2 separate regions of the Zea mays genome follow, and region 2 is linked to region 1. The links are chromatin contacts, called in public Hi-C maps. All regions are on one chromosome and are shown on one strand. Each heading gives the region's core, a stretch centred on a gene start, on an enhancer-like site or on the middle of the called end of the contact. The rest is flanking DNA. Distances are from core to core; before and after follow the strand shown. Region 1 overlaps LOC100381785. Region 2 has its middle 5.2 kb from the start of LOC100273677.

Region 1 (6,147 bases), core at 2,972-5,471:
GAGCTCAGGTCAGCATGATGTTTATTTTTGGGCCGGGCTTAACGGACCGGCCCGGTACGGTTGAGCTCATCCCGTGCCTGGCTCGTTCAGAGAATTGAGCCCGTCGGACAGCCCGGCCTGGTCTGGATAATTATTCAGGCCTAACCGTAACGTGCTTCAAGGGGTTCGGATCATGCCTAACCGTACCGTGCTTCAAGGAGTTCGGATCATGCCGAGTCAGGCGACCCGTTTCGACATCTCTACAGGAGAGTGCATCCGCACTTTGGCTTCTAGGATCTATTATTAGTAGACTCGGCCGTCACACGACCATAAATCATTTACAACACACATCATTGTATTATCATAAATATATAAAATAAAAATAATCATCATCAATTGAAATTTCATCTAAACCAACGCTCTAAGTTTACTCTTTATTCACTTGGATACATCATCAGAGTAGCTGTAGCCTTTAATTTGGGATATCCATCCTGTGCTTACTTCGACTTGCCTTGAGCTTGGCCTAAACGGTCATCAAGTCAGAAGTATCTCCAAATACAACTTAACAGCATTGCATACTCGCACGGCTCATTCCAACATAAATGCTTCGTGAATGCAAAGGATTAATAGGCATTTGTAAAATTGCGTAAAATCATGGTACTTTTTAAGAAATATATCTCACGGAGGTTGTCTCCAGCAGCTATAGATACCTAAACGGATGGTCCAGTCCGATCCGATACAGCCCCGCTAGGCCCAACTAATAATCAAGTCATGCTGGAGCGTGCCGCAGCTCTGACACAGGCACAACACACCGGCCTGTTGACCGTGTCGGACAACCCGTTTGGTTAAATCAATGAAAATAACACCATCGAAGGCCTGCTGACCATGTTGGGCCGGCTCGTTAGCCCCTCAGACCATTTAGTTAAATCAATGAAAAATAACAAAAGACACCGTCGAAGGGGGATTCAAACAATCAAACCCGTGCGGCTCTTGGAGTGACGCTGGAGGAAGCCAACTAACGAGTAGAACTCGCGTTGGGTTGTGATTAATAGTGAATATAAATTGTAAATATATATACTACTTTTTTAAATAAAATATATATAATCGTGTCAGGTCAGGTCGGCACTACTTACGAGGCAGCGGCCTAGGCACGATAAGTCTCTCGTGTCGAGCCAGCCTAGGCACTATTAAATGGTATATGCCTCGGACTGGCCCCCAGACACGACTCATTTGGTCATCTATACAGCAGCTTACACATCGTATTTTCTATCTCATTTTGTATTTCAAAATTCACTCTGTAAACAATGTAAAAGCATTTACACGACTATATGCACAACCATATCAAGTAACAATTGAAAACAACACTTAAATGATCAATATTAAAATTCATCATAAACAACTTGATTCATCTCAACTACAGTGCATCCAACTTCATCGAAAAGTACCACAATGGTCTCGAATTTTCGGTCCGACCCGGGGATCCCAACCTAAGAAGCAAATTTAGGCTTTTCTTCCCTGGTGCTAGTGGCGGATATAGATGTCTAAACGGGCCACCCGGCACGGACCCAGCCCGAATCCGTTTCGGTCCAGTACGAATAGGGCCGGACCAGGCACAGCCCATTGATGCTTCGGGCCGGGTCGTGCTGGCCCACGTGCCTAGAGACATGCCTAAACCCGGCACGCACAGGGATAAATCGTTTAGGGCCGGTCCGTTCGCCCGGTGGCCGGCCCAGCACGTTCAGGTCAGGTCGGCACTACAGGATGAGGCAGCGGCCTAGGCACGATACGCCCCTCGTGCCGAGCCAGCCTAGGCACTATTAAATGGTCTGTGCCTCGGACTGGCCCCCAGACACGACTCATTTGGTCATCTATACAGCAGCTTACACATCGTATTTTCTATCTCATTTTGTATTTCAAAATTCACTCCGTAAACAATGTAAAATCATTTACACGACTATATGCACAACCATATCAAGTAACAATTGAAAACAACACTTAAATGATCAATATTAAAATTCATCTGATAAACAACTTGATTCATCTCAACTACAGTGCATCCAACTTCATCGAAAAGTACCACAATGGTCTCGAATTTTCGGTCCGACCCAGGGATCGTTCCCAACCTAAGAAGCAAATTTAGGCTTTTCTTCCCTGGTGCCAGTGGCGGATATAGATATCCAAACGGGCCACCCGGTATGGACCCGGTCCGAACCCGTTTCGGCCCGGTACGAATAGGGCTGGGCCAGGCACGACCCGTTGATGCTTCGGGTCGGGTCGTGCTGGCCCACGTGCCTAGAGACATGCCCAAACTCGGCACGCACAGGGATAAATCGTGTCGGGCCGGCCCGTTCGCCCGGTGGACCTTAACGTGTCGGGCCGGCCACTGGCCTGAACCAACAGTAGAGCAGTATATAAATACATAAATTTAACAAAATTAATCATATATAATAACATATTATTTACATATATTAAGACAACAGAATTCATTTATTAATTCATAAGATAATATCATATTAATACAAATATGAAATGATCACATGAAATAACAGTTGGTTCACAGGGTAGTACACAAACACAGATATGAAATTATAATTAGGAGCTGTTAGTGCAATGGCCGCGTCATTAAAAACCTTCTTAGGTAAAAACTCACACCTCGTGAGAAAACCCTAAGAAAGAAAAAAAGAGTGCAGCCCAGCTCCAAAGTTTATAGGTTCATTATAGTTCATTACAGTGTACAGATCATTAGTTCAATACAACTCATAAAACATAAGACTAGTAGGTAGCAAGACTAAGCATTTCCATCATCCCTAGCTGATTGTGTTGTTGGATCATCAAGCCACAGGTTGTCGTGCTCAGCTTCAAGTTCTTGTGTGTATTCCTCCACACTGTGTTGCAGGTGAGCATCAGCAAGTTTCCAATCTTTGATGCAGGATAATATCTCTACCATATCAGGAGCTAGACAACGTCGACGCTCTTCAATCACCCTGCCAGCAAGACTAAAGGTAGACTCAGAAGAAATACTAGATGTTGGCACTGTCAAGACATCTTTAGCTAGTAGTGAAAGAATAGTATAAGTTAACTTATGCTGATGCCACCAAGAAAGGACATTGAAGTCCTCATCAAACTCAGTGATAGTATCACTGTCTAAGTAGGAAGCTAACTCAGAGGTAGATGCAATAGTACAGATAGCTTGAGGGGTTGAAGAAGAACCTGATCTCCTTCCCAGAGGAGTAGAGAACTCACCATCAAGGTTATCATCACCATAAATGTCATCCCATGCCATTTTTTTCTTACCAGATAGGTGAGATGATGGTTGGTGGGCACCACGCATGCGTGTGTCACCAAATTTGGTCTCATACAACTGAAATAACTTGGTTAGCTTAGTACGAACATCAAATGGAAGCCTAGAGTAATCAGTACCAGTTAAACTAGATAACTTGATAAGGACTTTGTTAAAACCCCTCATTTTAGCTCTAGGATCCAAAATAAATGCAACTGCATATAAAATTGGAATGTCTCTCCAGTACTTGAAGAATTTATCTTTCATAGGAACAACAGCACATCTTAGCAATATATCATTCTCAAATGCATTTAGATGTCTAGCTATCCTCAGAATGTGATGCAACATTAAAGTAGTAGTAGGATAGTAGACACCAGACAATGCAACAGTTGATTCATAAAACAATTCTAAGAAAGATAACACTTTTTCAGCAATTGGCCAATGATTATCAGTGAGTAAAGGACTACCATCCTCATTCAAAGGATACTGGGTTTTGATAAAAACAGAGAAGATAGACTTGTGTGGTAACAAGTGTTTAATCATTAAATAGGTAGAGTTCCACCTAACATCCATGTCAACACCAAATTTACGAACACCAAATTTACGAGGACGAATAGCCATACTCATACAGTAGCTTTTGTATGCAGCTATACGTTGGTTGGATGCATTTAAAAATATTATAGCAGTTCTGAAGTCATCAATATATGTTCTCATAGGATCCAGCCAAACAACCCCTTCTTCGCAATCCGCACTGCATGCGCCGAGATCCAGCCACCGCTCGCCCACTCCTCAGCACTCTCCGGTCTTCGCACGCGCTGCGCCCTAGCCCTCAACCCACCGTCGTCAGTCGTCTCACTGTCTCAGCGCTTCCACTCACTCGCTCGGCATGACGACATGTCCCCGCCGGCCAGCCTTAGGCACATAGCACATTTGTTTTTGATGGTTCGTGCCTCCGTGGACGTGGCGTGGAGGACTGGAGCTTACGGCTGCTGCTGAACCTGAACTGTGTGCGCAGTGTGCTAGTGGCCTAGTGCTACTGTGCTAAATGTGCAATACTGACACTGTGGTTGCTAGTGCTAGATAAGGCCGTAAGGTTATTTCATATTTTTATTTTTTGTTATTTTGGTTTGATGATCTATTTGCTAGCCGTCTCTCTTAGGCCCTGTTTGGGAACACGGTTTTTTTAAACTGCAGTTTTTCAAATATTAAAGTATACTTTAGTCATGACATTACTACAGTTTACAATGCTTCAGTTTTCGAATACAACAATATCTAATACATCAAGGTGTTTGGAAAAAACTTTGGTTGAGACCAATCAGCCAGAGCGGGACCCAGCTGGTGCTCTCTTTACAGAGAAAAACTTTGGCTGAGACCAAAGTTTCCAAAACTGCAAAACAAGTGCAGTATTTACAATACTACAGTTTAGTATACAGAGATTTCAGATGAGTTGTCAAACACCTCAAAGTATATAATACCACAGTATTGCTCAATACTACAGTATTGCTTCAATACTGCAGAAAAACTTTGTTCTCAAACACCCCCCTTAATCTGTTTCTCGATCCGCCAAATGCTGGTGGTCCTCCTCAAATCACATGTTACTGTTCATGTCTTCTCGATTTTCGTTTCGTGCTAAGTGTACACGCAGCCGTTTCCTCTTTTCTGCACTGTTTTTTTCATTTTTTTTTTCTCGGGAGAAACGTGCATTTATATAAAGAAGAAGAAAAGAAAAGATCTAAATAAACTAGAACAAGGTAAAAAAATCACCTTATACTGGTGGCCAAAACAAAAAAAAGAAATGGAGTCTATTGAAACATTAAAGAAGCTACCAAAAGGCTAGTGTTAGGTTATCTTCAATGAATCATAAAAATAGAAGATTTACGCTGTTAGTAATATTGTTTACAAAGTAAAATTAGAAATAAAAAATATGATAGAAGAGCTGTTCAGAATAGGCTAGAGAGAGACTCTGCCCCTACCATCTGGTTGTCTTTCGTCTTTCCTCAATCATAATGGCTGCCTTCAAATTTTCCTCAATCATAACGACTGTCCAAATTTAGGATGATCTTCTCAGAGATACAGCCATTTGTATGGTTCCAAGAGATTAATTGACCATAAGTCCATAACTCTAAACTGATTTTGCTAGTTGATTAGTTGGGCTTTTCACGGTCGTTTTTGCATCAAGTTTTCTATATTTTAGTTCTTAATTTTTATGTCTATATTCAGATGAATGATGATAAATCTAAACATATACATCAAGAATTAAATAAACCCACCCACTAATTCCCTAAAACGACTACTATTGGGAAGTATTCTTTTCTCAAAAATCATAGATTATCTTGCGTAGCCTTGACAGTCAGTTTTGATTATAAGTTAATAGTGCATAACTGGAATCAGAAGTTAGAAAGCCACGGAAATTAAGATACAACATAAAAATACATAACGAAACAGAAACACAAACATCTGCACGAGCATATCATGGAAACATTACACCCAAAAAGTAAATGAGACAGCATTTGGACGACATCGATAATGTCAATTTAACTCCATCCAAAAACAGATTCGAAGTACACAGTAGCAGGAATCTTCTCTGAAGAAACCATCACACACAACTTCCCCCTTCTTCCTCTAAACACGCCTACAGAATTTATTGTGTCCAGCCTCACCTCACAGTTAAATACATTACAACAGGATCTAAAGGACTACCATCATCCTACCGCTTCTTCAACCTCCGGTGTCAAAACTCGAATCCAGGACAAAAATCAAGCCGCAAAAGCCCCCTCAACACAAGCTTTACAACCGACCACCAAAATTCGACGCTGACAAAGGGAAAAAGAGCAAAGGGCACCAAGCACTACTTGTCAGAGCCTAGCTACTATCCCTACCAAGGAATT
Region 2 (6,512 bases), core at 3,307-5,806, 140 kb before region 1:
AAGCAAGGCAAGAGACACCAATTGTGTGGTGGTCCTTGCGAGAAGTTTGATTCCCAATTGATTTGAGAAGAGAAGCTCACTCGGTCCGAGGGACCGTTTGAGAGAGGGAAAGGGTTGAAAGAGACCCGGTCTTTGTGACCACCTCAACGGGGAGTAGGTTTGCGAGAACCTAACCTCGGTAAAACAAATCCGCGTATCACACTCTTTATTCGCTTACGATTTGTTTTGCACCCTCTCTCGCGGACTCATTTATATTTCTAATGCTAACCCGACTTGTAGTTGTGATTAACTTTATAAATTTCAGTTTCGCCCTATTCACCCCCCCCTCTAGGCGACTTTCAGAAGCACAACTTCATCTTAAGTCGACCACGACGGTGGCGACGATGTCGTTCTCCATCCCGGATGCGCGGGAGATCCCTGCGGCAGTGGGTCAGAGGGGAGGGCTGAGCTTTGCCGCGGTGATGGGAGGGAGTGGTCGAGGTGCTCGGAGCTCTCACTGACAACAGTGGGAGAGAGGAGGATACAAGTTTACTGTGGCTAGGGGAGGAGAGCGGGAGAGGAGAGCCTATACAATAGAATTCGTAGCGACGCATGGGCACCTAACTTTTTTATATAATAGTGTTGATCGACCTTTGGTTTGGCTGCTACACTTTGCATTCAGGCTAACAAGGCAGAGAATAAGATTTCATGGCACATGTCTCGGAAAGAGGCATATCCTGCTGCCTTATTCAGACAATACATAAACTACAGATGCCATGCAGAAGCCACCAACTTGCTGGTGGAGTATCTAGAGTCGTTCGCATTGACTACTTGATCATGTTTGTTTTTGCGCTTATCCTTATAATAGGGGAGGACATTATTTAGAGTACTTGTCTTTTTTCTGTAAAGTAGTGGCCATTGGTCAACAAAATATTACCTTTGCCAAAGAATTAGGATATTCAACTGCATGTTGGTCACTTCTCTCTTTTTCCTTGAAAACCTAAAAGTTCAATTTACTTAGAAACTAGATGAAACACAAGTTGTTATTTATCCTCAAGTAGATTAATTACCACTAAGATAACTAAACACCATATAGTATTCACCAAACAGTCACTGTAAGTCGATAACTCTGAAGTCCAAAATAAGGCATGTTGTAGCAAGCAATCATTCAACTATTTTACTGATATTAGTTCAGTTCTCACTAGCTGATGGGCAGAGGTTTGATCTATGGTGTAAATAGCTATTTTTTCTTGTTTATTTGTGTAGTCGTGATCTTGTTTTATGCAATCATATGTACTTACCATTTTGCATCGTTTGAGGTGCAGATCAGTGGAGTGCACTCAAAACTGAGAATTTGTTTCCCCAAGAAGATTCTTTATTTGTTTTAACAAACTAGATTCATCCATGTTGTTTGCATACTGAATATTACTTCTAAAGAAACATGTTACATCCATAATTTTTGTTTTGGGCTATTACACAAGAGACCGTTTTCACTGCATTGTTCTATCCAGATTTTTATCGACTACAATTTTGTACTAACCAACTCTACCTACAGAAACAAGACCTGCCTACAGTGATGAACTTGCTTAATATAAAACATACGAGCCCTCCTCATCCACCACCGATGGAGGATGGATGGCATATATGATTCTCTAGGCATCTGTTATGTACTAATTGAATTTTAATTTCAGTATACACTGTAATGGTCAAAGGAGAAAACTTGATGAATGGAGAATGTACAAAGATCAAAGTATGGCTAAATGACCTCGCTGGAAGTGAATGGGCAGCAAAGACAGACGCACAGGGAGAAAGGTTGAAACAAGCACAGAACGTAAACAATTCACTTTGGTGATGTCATATGCACTCTTGTAACGAAGACTTCACATATACCCTTTAGGTATTTAAATTTGAGTCCTTTATTTAAGTTTTATTAGTCTTGTAACTCAATTTTGACCACTTGTAGGTCGTTGCTATTTTAAATTATAGGAATTCGAAGCTAACACAATTGCTAAAAGACTCACTAAGTATGTAGTCTTTTGTTTATAGAATGCTATAATCTTATACATTAGTTTTATAATTCAATGTTTAAACAATACAGGTGGAGATTCCAAAACTCTGATGTTTGTTCAAATCAGTCCTAACGAGAACGACGTGGGTGAAACTCTTTGTTCATTGAACTTCACGAGAGTATGGAGCATAGAGCTTGGACAGGCTAAAAAACAAGTCGATGTTGGAGAATTGTCAAGATACAAGCTCATGGTATATTATAGCATTATGCTGATATATGTATGTGCAAATATAATGCAAATTTTGAAGTTTACTAAAACATAACTATCTAATGGTTCTGCTAGGTTGGGAGAGCCAAGCAGGATAGCAAGAATAAAAATGCTCATAATAAGAGTATGGAAGAAAGGATACAAGCACTTGAAGTGAAGAATAAGGTCAAAGACATGCTCACTCTGAATCTCCGAGAGAAATCAAACCCAACCCAATATCTTGTCATGGAACCAAACCCAATAGATACGCAATCATGATTTAACATTAGGCTATCCATCGTTATATATGCAATCAGGACCTACCAAGCTATGTGTGGTACACATAATAAAGGTGTTGTTGTCTTAGAATCGTTACACTAATGTTTTGCTAAATATTTTGTATGTTGTTGCAACGCACGGACACTAGTATATAAACAATACAACTATAGTATTTTACTCATTTCAAAGCCGATCCCCTATAGCGTAGAATAGTGTTTTACTCATTTCAAAGCCGATCCGATGATCTTAGCCTAAAAGCTATGCATAGATGGATGGGTGTGATTGATGACAACCGCATATTGAAAGCTATTGGACCCCACAAGGATTTTTAACGTTTCAAATTTGATCATATAATCTCATCTTCTAATATAGAACTAGATTAGGATAGCGCTTCTTCACGGTTGGAAAAAAACTCTTCTTCTAATAGTTTCCGTACAATAATCGTTTAATCGAACTATCAAAAGTCATAAAAATTCTTAAAATTATATATCGATATACTTTATTATTTACTTTACCAGTATTATACATTTTAGTTCCTAATTTACCATAGTTTAAGATTTTTTTTAAAAAAATAATCCTTCGTATTAGATAGATTTTTTTTCTTTTCATATCTTTTAACATTCTCCTTATTAATTAATTAATTAACTTTAAGCAACTCGATAATGGAGGCCTGGGAGCAGTGCTTCACGCGCTCGTCTGTCCGTTGGCGGGACGGAACAAATTTAAGTTACGGCAAAGGAGAAGCATATATAAAAGTAATATTTAAAACTAAAGTATGTTTCGTACAACACAACATATAAGAATATATGATAAACAATATATGAACAATAATTAAATGACATAAGTAAATATTTAAAGAAGTCGGAAAGTAAACACAGCATACACAATAAACTATGCGCGAGTCCTGTAGTACAGCTGCATGAGGACATCGAGCGCCGGCTATTCTTCCAGCAATAGCCTATCTTGAAGCCCATTATTAATAGTGGCCTGGATAACGCTTCATTATGAACTTATAGAGCTTCTCCCTCATCCGTTTTTTACTTGGGGACGATGGTGAACGTTGAGCATCCATGGTGGAGACTGGATGCAGAAAGTTACGATGGACAAGGACCGAAATACGACGATCCGTTGGAGCGGAATCGAGGTATGGTGAGCGCCATACCCCGCCATAACGGGTCCTCTGACCTTGGCGACACGTGTAAGGGGGGAGTCGGCTCTTTTTGCCACCGCAGGCGTTGAAGCGTGGGAAAGAGAAGAAGACAAGCCACCCACTGCTATGAATTCGGGACGAGGAGGGTCTAAGGCTGCCTGCAGCAGCAGCCGCGAGCTGTCCCCTCCCCCTTTTCTCTACACGCGTAGGGGCCCTCTTGGGGTGCAACGGCGGCCGCTAAATGCCCCTCTACGCGCTACAGCGCTAGGGGAGGCAGCAGACATATGTCGGATCAAGGGAACCACTGTAGTGCACTCTTGCACAGTGCACACATTTAATAGTTGAAGAAATGGTAATATAAGATGAATTAAGTTGGATAATAATATTTTATAGTTGTACTGAGATATAGAGGAAGAATATAAGGAGAATTGATGCGGGAGATGAAAGTGTAGGAGATAAAATGTTAGTGATGTGACGTAAAAAATGATATAAAGAGAAAAATTTAGCCGCTTCAGAGCCATGCTGCGCGCGTCAAGTCCACACAAAGCCACTTTTCTCTCCTCCCATCGTCCATCACAGCATCCACCCGTCGTGTCGTCCGCTGAAGCTGCCTCCTCATAGGCTCCTCTCATACTAGCCAAAGTCGCCACGGTTTATAATGGCAAAAATCTCCTTCCTTCCCTCACTAGCTCTCCGTCGTTCATTTGCTGCGACGCGCGGCTGATCCGGCCGGTGCTGCGGGATGCGCGCGTCCACGCGGACAACCACACCGATGCGCCATGCTCGTGGCGTGGCTCCGGCACGAGCGCCGCGAGGACGAGCTTGACCCTCGCTCCTCCACCGCGACGTCACTGTTGCTCTAGTGCCCCTGGGCCGCGGACCGCGGTCTTTGCCAGCGTGTCCCACAGCGCGTGGACCCGGCGTGCCTGTGCCCGTGCCGCTGCCCACCACCTACATCCTCTTGCCACCCCACCGCCCCAGGCGCAACGCGTTGGGCGCCGCCTCAGGGCTTTTGGAACTTGTGTTCAAGCAAACAGGCCGATATATATAGATCAACTTGTGCAAGGGAATGGATGATTGTGAAGCATCACTTTCATGTCTAATTACTCAAGCTGATTTGTTTGTTGCACATATAGGTGTACATTCGGGATGCCCGGTCTGACCCGGCCCAAGCTTTAAAAGGCTCATATTATTTGAATTTCAGGCCGATCCGACCCGTTTGAATTTTGGACCGTGCCGGGCCAGCCCATAGACCTAGCCCTCGGCCCACCGTCCGGTCCGTAATTGCTTAAACGTGCCGGGCTCATTTCGGGCGGCCCGAAATTCACATTAGGGTCCGAAATTCACTTTTTGGCCCGAAATTCACATCAGAGCCCAAAATTCAAAACAATTTTAATAAAACAAATAAAAGATAAGACAAATAAATTTGACCAAAAGCAAACTTAATGTTTGTATTAAGTTAACAGAGCTATGCAATGACTATCTCGTTTACAAATCATTTTGTTAGAAAGAAAAAGAGTATAATCAGCTCTATATAAAGTTCGTAAGTTCAGTTTATTATCTAATGTTCATAACAAAAATAAAATTACATCACATACTCTAATTCAAAGCTAAAAAAACATCTAACTAACATTATCTTTAACTTTGTGTTCTTTATCAAGTACATGCAAATGTGGAATGAAGTGTGGTTTTAATAAATATATGAGCCTTTTCATGCCTCTATATGGGTCATTTCGTGTCTGCCTTAAACGGGCCGTGCTCGTGCCCGCCCATGGGCCGCGACCTCGGTCCAAACCCAGCCCGGCACTAAAATATTTCGGGCTATGCCGTGCCTGGACCGTGTTTTTTTTCGTGCTTCGGACCGGTCCATTAGGCCCAGCCTAAATGTATACCTATAGTTGCACAGATATCATCCCTTCGCAAGAAATTGGACGAAGCAAAACAAGATATGGTGGAGCTAGAACTGAAGTTCAAGGAAGAGACAGATGCTGCTACAACGGCGACACGTGATGCTATGGAGATGTCTCTAAAAGCATAGTAGATATGCGATAATTGTAATTTCAGATGTTGTGTCGTAATTGTGATGCACAACATCTATGTGCTACTCCGTTCGTTCACATATGTTGATTGTTCTCGAGATTTTTCGAGGAGTGAAATATTTTTAACTTTGACCACATTTATATAAAAATAATAATATTTATTATATATAATTAGTATCGTTAGATAGATCTTTGAATCTATTTAGTTGTCTGAAACTAGAAGGCTTGCCTAAGCCACTGGTTTCCTTCATCGCTGCCTCAGTTTTCACCTCTTTTCAAACCACCTAGCCGAAGTAACCTAAATGACTGGTTGGATTAGATCTTGTTTTATTTCTTTAGCCACCCTCTTAAAATTAAACTAAACTTTTGTACATATAATATCATATTTGGTTCTTGGACTAAAACTGACTAAAGAACATTAACTATTAAACACAAAGACAAGATTATCCTAATAAATGCAGGCGGTCAAGTGTCTATTGCGACTCACTGGAGTTGGATGAGGGACAACCTGTAAAAGTGCAAGTTTAGTCACTCTTATTCACTTCTTTAATGACTAAAGGAATAAAGGAGGCTTTCTTAAAAGCATCTCCAACAATATCTCAAACTTGTGTCTCAAATTAAAATACAGAGTTTTACGCAACAAAAACTACTACAACAATGTCTCATTTTATAAAATTTGGTCAAAAAATTGTAGGTCACTCTCAAGTGCCTCAAATATACTACACTGTAGTGGACTGTCCTATAATCTATATATAAGGTTTTACTGTGAAACATAATATTTTATTGCTGCCCTAAATCTAATAAAATTTA

Evidence for each region. Hi-C and Micro-C count contacts between places; a contact is called where the count stands out from the background.
Region 2: a Hi-C map of bundle sheath shows a contact between it and region 1, with 2.8 times the contacts expected there. The contact joins two enhancer-like sites. A contact is called at or near these places in 9 of 25 Hi-C or Micro-C datasets (bundle sheath, ear, endosperm and 2 more).

Annotation. Positions count from the first base shown.
Region 1 is chr4:8,324,710-8,330,856 of Zm-B73-REFERENCE-NAM-5.0, reverse strand. LOC100381785 reads right to left here. Exons shown (of 6, transcript NM_001174584.2): 6 at 5,772-6,147. Among protein-coding and RNA genes, the nearest start is that of LOC100281121, 5.5 kb to the left of the region's middle. Within about 2 kb of position 4,221, at least 9 of the 20 cell types and tissues checked have an H3K27ac peak or open chromatin away from gene starts, as enhancers often do. A contact at or near this core is called in bundle sheath, ear and tassel, where this site is marked.
Region 2 is chr4:8,469,040-8,475,551 of Zm-B73-REFERENCE-NAM-5.0, reverse strand. No RefSeq gene overlaps it. Among protein-coding and RNA genes, the nearest start is that of LOC100273677, 5.2 kb to the right of the region's middle. Within about 2 kb of position 4,556, at least 17 of the 20 cell types and tissues checked have an H3K27ac peak or open chromatin away from gene starts, as enhancers often do. A contact at or near this core is called in bundle sheath, ear and tassel, where this site is marked.